2 separate regions of the Mus musculus genome follow, and region 2 is linked to region 1. Evidence: chromatin contacts called from public promoter capture Hi-C data. All regions are on one chromosome and are shown on one strand. The core of a region is the stretch at or near the end of the contact, and the rest is flanking DNA. Distances in the headings are between cores, read along the strand shown. Region 1 overlaps Dst (dystonin). Region 2 overlaps Ptpn18 (protein tyrosine phosphatase, non-receptor type 18).

Region 1 (2,700 bases), core at 193-2,692:
GTATAAGCTCGACTTCTAAGTACTGAGCTGATTCTAAGATTCACCATGAGCCTGACACTTTCCCTACTCTTACAGTCTCGCCTCACGGGTAGTAAACAGTGTACAAAGCACTTTGGTCCTCCAGGCCATGCCGGGCAAGCCTGCACCACTATCAACAGGGAGGCAACGTTTCCTTGCTATACTCAACCAATCTCTGAGGAAGGGCAGCAATGAAAGTCAGAAGCAGATGATGTAACACACGCTACAGCAGAATGAGGGACTTCCAGCGTGACCTTGAAGGGCAAGGTTATTTAAAAAAATGGTGTTTAAAAAAAAATCTTTCAAGTGAATCAGAAATGTGCGGACATCAATACTGCATTGGGGGGGGGGGGGCGGGGTAAGCACTGTGAATATCTGACGTTCCCAGTCAAAGGTTAAGAAACATCTGTTACATGTTTCAGTTTTGTGTGGTTTTGGCCAAGTTTCAAGCATTGCTAGAGAAAAGAGCTTAGCTTGCTTTGGTGACCTGAGGTCATGCCCCCCCCCCCATCCCCTTAGCCATTCAACACTATGAAACCAATGCTTTAAATTTATAATCTATATTATAGGGTAGCTCATTACAATAATTTTTTATAAGGTTCTTGATTAAAAATGAGAAGTGGGCCGGGAGAGACCACTCAGTGAATGGAATGGGGTGCCTTGGGTCTGAAGGCTTGAGTTTGAGTCCCAGGATCCACGCATCAGAAGGCATGGGCACACATCTGTGCGTTGCCTTCTGGACCCCCCCACCCCCCAAGCACATGGTGGTCCACGCCACACACAAGCTCGCCAAGTGAATAAGACAAGGCCCAGAGAGAAAGGGGCTGCAGAGTTATAGTTTAGGCTTTAAATGAGTTGCTTACTTTGCATGCAGATGTAAAAACTATTAAGACACAGTTCTAGTGGGATATCCTGTAAATGCCAAGCTGCTCCTTTTGGAAGTTTCATCCTTGAAGTACACATACGATTGCGACAGAAGGGGCTCACTCTGGTCAGAAACCGGATGATCCTCTACGAAGGTCATCGTGCGGCCCAGAGACACAAAGCAGAGAGCCTAGTTCTCCAATGACTACTTTTCTTTCATAAGGGAATCTTAAGGGCCAAGAAGCGGGAGTGGGTGGGTGGGGGAGTGGGTGGTGGGGCGTGTGGGGGGGACTTTTGGGATAGCATTGGAAATGCAAATGAAATAAATAACTAATTAAAAAAAAACTATAAAAAAAAAAAAAGTACAGCTGCCTATCCAGGTGTGTAAGCAGGGAGGAGGGAGACAGTCTCATACTCGCGACAATCAGTCACGGGCTTCTTCTCTCTCCCTTTTCAGTTTCCCGTTTTGTACTGGAAGTTACTCACTTTATGTTGCTCAATGAGAGTCCGGAGAGCATCCTCATCATCTGGGAGAGCACCATGGAAACGCAGGGTTTGCTCTGCTTCTGCCAGCCACTCCAAGAGGGTGTGGACCACAGAGTGGAATTCCTCTGCCTAACAGTTAGCACACACGCAGAAAACAGGATTTCACGGGATACCCGTTAATGACCGTTACAGAACCACACATGGCCCCTCCCAGTGAAAAAGTCTTAGTGTGAATTAATTATGCACATTACTCCTATTAAGAAGACAGGGGTATTTTTTTTTTCTTTTCAAAATATAAGGAGAGATGTAAGATACCAAGGAGCCCACAGGAAGCCTAGTTCATCGTTCTTGCAGCCTAGTGTTCAGTGTGAGGCAGCCAGTCGGACTCCCAAGTGACTTATTCAAGCAGTACTAAGCAGAGATTAGTAAATACCCCTGCTAAGTACTTGCTGCTAAGTACTTGGAATTCTCCAGAGAAGCATGAAGAAGGGTCCAGACAGTTATGAGACAGACGAGACCTCCTTGACAACTGTCTAAGATGAGGGTGAGGACTGGCCCCGCTAGTCCACCTGAGCTGTCCTTGCTGTGACTGCAGGGCTTCACCAGCTATACTGAGCTCTCAGTAATGTGGACTTTACCTGTTGCAGGGCTGACTCTAGCCGCGTCTGCTTTGATATGGAGAGTGCACACACGGTCTCCCAGCGGGTGCTTAGCTCCTGCATCTGGACCCTGACCCAGGAGGAGTCATCTCGGCTGCCTTCGATGAGTTCCCTGGCAGAGCGCTTCAGGGCCTGCACGCTGCTGGTCCTCTTCCCCAGCTCTTTCTGGAAGACCTGGAGAAACCATACTGACCTTCATCACAGGTTACTTTTCAGTACAGAACCTAAATAGCCAAGTGCGTTGTCATGAGAGATGGATGTATATAAGACACCACATACATACATCTGAGGACCACAGATCTGAATGACTATACTTTTGACTGAGTCTAGCTCATGGTTCCTCTTTAAGGACTTAACACTGTTTTGAATAGATTTTGTTTATATTCAGTAATATTTAATTTAGGATTAAAAAATGAAATATATAAGATTACAATATAAATATATAAGTATATTAGATTTAAATAATAGTGATCGGCCTTCTCAATTTCAATTACACACACCCCTGACACACACACATACCCTTGACAGATAGACAGACACACACCCCTGACAGACAGACACACACACAGACACACACACAGTACATTAAATTCCCTTTCTTTTGAGTCATGCAGTAGAGAATACCAGACCCTCACAGTCAGTGTGGCTGATTACCTACCATTCTGAGAGACAA
Region 2 (2,753 bases), core at 29-2,528, 190 kb before region 1:
CCTGCAGCTGGCTGTGGTCTGAGATCCATGAAGCCACATAAGGCTCTTGAGTTGAGTTTTTGGCTCACTCCTCACTGAATTCTACGAAAATCATTTTAATGTTTGCCTAGATACGCAAGTTCATGGTAGGAGCCTTCATCAGATTCAAGACAGGAATTGCAAGAGCCTGGAGAAAGCATAGCCAGGACTGACTGGATGAACAACTGCCATACAGACCCTCCTGTGTTGGTGACATTGTGGCAGTGGGGCGGGGTGGGGTTGGGGGTGGGGTTGGGGCAGGATCGGGGTCTGGAGCATCGTGCATATGTTTGTTCTGAAGGATCTACTTTCTTGCATCTCAAGGAAAGTCAGGGCTGGAAGTTCTGTCTTTCTGGATGGCACCCTATTTACCTGGCTGGTGTTCCATTTCTCTGACCAGCCAGAGATCTTTCTAGCTCATTGCAAGTTTATCTGAGGATCTATCTAGACGTGTCTCTAGCTGGAGGTCAGCTTGTTGATCCTGATAGGCACCTGCTGAGGGCTCTGTGAGCTAGGACTCTGTCTGGGATGCACTCTCCGGTAGGTGTACGGGGAGGAGGGTGGTGATGGCCACTCCTGACCTGCTTCCTTAAATTGTCTCAGAATAGATCCACCACCTCCCCCACTTACCTCTCTTAGCCCCAGTCTTTGACTGCTAGAATCACTGGAACAAAGCCCCTATTTTTTTCTGCCCTGAGAAACTTTTATTTTGAATCAGGCCCACAAGTCCCACTCATACATAACACACTGCACAGCAGTATGGTGGTTCCAGGAGTCCAGCCACCACCGAGTGGCAGGCTATAACTGGCACAGCACTCGTTACACCCGTGTCCACTCTGCTGGAGGATCCCGGGGCCCTTTGGGCCTTCCGATGCGCAAGTTGAAGCCTAAGGGAAGAAGGGCTCCATGCAGAAGCTAAGGAGTGACAGGGTAACCTCCTCCAAACCCACACCGCTCCAGATCCAGGTATATGAAGGAGAACCTGAGTCCAGTGCCCCAGCCCGAACTCCCGAAGTCCTGGGGCTCTCCAAAGCTGCACCCTAGGCTCTGACTTACCTAGCCCTCCAGTCTGTGCTCCATCTGTTACTTCTTCGTAGGCATCAGGCCCGGAAGAGTTTTGGTCCGCAGGAACTGAGGGCAGGAGAACCCCTATGGGTCAGCTCAAGCTGCTTTTAAGAGTTCCAGGGACTCTAGAGCAGCATAGCTACCGATTTCCCTTCCCGAGGTAGCGGTAGGAGGCGTGTCCATGGGCGTGTCCAAGTTCGGAGGTCTGTCTTTGGGGCCTTGGGTTAGACAGCCCAGTCTCCCAATTGAGACCTGACCTGGGGCTCATTTTGGGGCTTGAACCCCGACGTTTAGTAGCCTAGGGGCGTGGCCATGCTGGATCTGGGGCTGACCTCCGAGCAGCGCTTAGACCCTCGGGAGCCTTAGGAGAGCGGGAAAGTTGCTAATAGGTACTTGTCCTCAGCTCCACACCCCCGGAGGGCCTCAACTCACCTCGGCGCAGTGCCGTTGTCCCCTGTGCGTCCTCCGTGTGTGCCACCGGTCGCTGGGCACGTGGAGCCACCTGGCTGTAGATCGGGGTGTCCGTGCTGGTGGGCGCCCGCGGCCCCGGCCCTGTGCCCGCCGAAGCGCCACGCTTCTGCACCACAGCGTAAGTGTCAGCCATGGGGAGGGTCGGGGGCGCAGGCACCGAGATGCTCCTGCAGCGGGCAACAAGCAGAGGAAGTGAAAGCGCTTAGCACAAGGGAGGGGGGCGGGGGGGGGGGAGCAAGCTCAGCCCAGGCTACGGGCTTCCTTCCTGCCTGCCCCAGTCTTCAGAGCAGGAAAGGAGGGAAGGGGCGGGCCACCTGAGGGCAGAAAGTAGAGGTTCCGTGTCCCTAGAATCCCCACAGCAGGAGGGACAGGGCCAGATTGGCAAGTGGGACTAGGGAGGACGCATGTGGTAGAGTGTGTGAGACCCCAACCCTCCTACAATGAGACAGAGACAGGTGAGTCCCCAGAAGCTCTGATGTACACAGTGAGACTGTTTCTCAAAACACGTGGAAGGTAAGGACTCACATACTCTTTCTCTCTCACACACACACACACACACAGAGAGAGAGAGAGAGAGAGAGAGAGAGAGAGGGAGAGAGAGAGAGAGAGAGAGAGAGAGAGAGAGATTGAAATTCTTTAAAAATGTACTTGCCTAATTAATTACCTTCTGGAAGACCAAGGGAAAAGCTAACCCAGACTGTAGAGGTTGATTTTCCAGGGACAGAGTGAGCCCAGTACCTGAGAACCCCTCCTGGTGGCCGGGATGTGGCAGGCAGGGCTGAGGAGGTCCTGAGGGAGAAGGCTTCCTTGCAGATTGGAGCGCAGTTCTGCAGGGAAGCAGGCAGGGTCGGTCCTGAGGCCATAGCCCTGCTGCAGGTCACTGTGGGTGCCTAGGTGAGCTTAGGGAACAGCCTGGGGAAGGAGCTCTGAGGAGGCAAAGGTGCCTTTCACAGTAAGTCGGTTGCTGTTCCCAAGAAGGGTATAGGTGTTGATGGCTGGCAGAAAGGGTGAAATTGGGGGCTCTGTACCTCCTTGAGGTTCTGGTAGTGGGGGCTGGTGTCCTGGAGAGTGCGGGAGAATAGCTGAGCCACTGTGTGGTACAGGAACCTGTACTGCTCCTGTTGGGGTGAGTGGTCATTGAGAAGGGGAGATTGGGAAGCTAAGCAAACCTCCCTCGTCCTTAGGAACAGGAAGACGGG

The links. Capture Hi-C pulls out chosen DNA fragments and counts their contacts.
Region 2: a contact with region 1 is called in a promoter capture Hi-C map of adipose tissue. The contact joins two enhancer-like sites. A contact is called at or near these places in 1 of 484 Hi-C or Micro-C datasets (nephron progenitors), 1 of 115 datasets of contacts at active chromatin or transcription factors (microglia) and 1 of 9 other capture datasets (adipose tissue).

What each region holds. Positions count from the first base shown.
Region 1 is chr1:34,286,688-34,289,387 of GRCm38.p6, reverse strand. Dst (dystonin) reads right to left here. Exons shown (of 103, transcript NM_001276764.1): 88 at 2,007-2,201; 89 at 1,369-1,497. Among named protein-coding and RNA genes, the nearest start is that of Gm26788, 110 kb to the right of the region's middle. Within about 2 kb of position 1,442, at least 9 of the 459 cell types and tissues checked have an H3K27ac peak or open chromatin away from gene starts, as enhancers often do. A contact at or near this core is called in adipose tissue, where this site is marked.
Region 2 is chr1:34,471,731-34,474,483 of GRCm38.p6, reverse strand. It overlaps Ptpn18 (protein tyrosine phosphatase, non-receptor type 18), which reads right to left. Exons shown (of 15, transcript NM_011206.2): 11 at 2,583-2,672; 12 at 2,293-2,381; 13 at 1,516-1,721; 14 at 1,075-1,149; 15 at 700-905. The coding sequence ends at 838. Among named protein-coding and RNA genes, the nearest start is that of Gm32566, 11 kb to the left of the region's middle. Within about 2 kb of position 1,278, at least 205 of the 459 cell types and tissues checked have an H3K27ac peak or open chromatin away from gene starts, as enhancers often do. A contact at or near this core is called in adipose tissue, where this site is marked.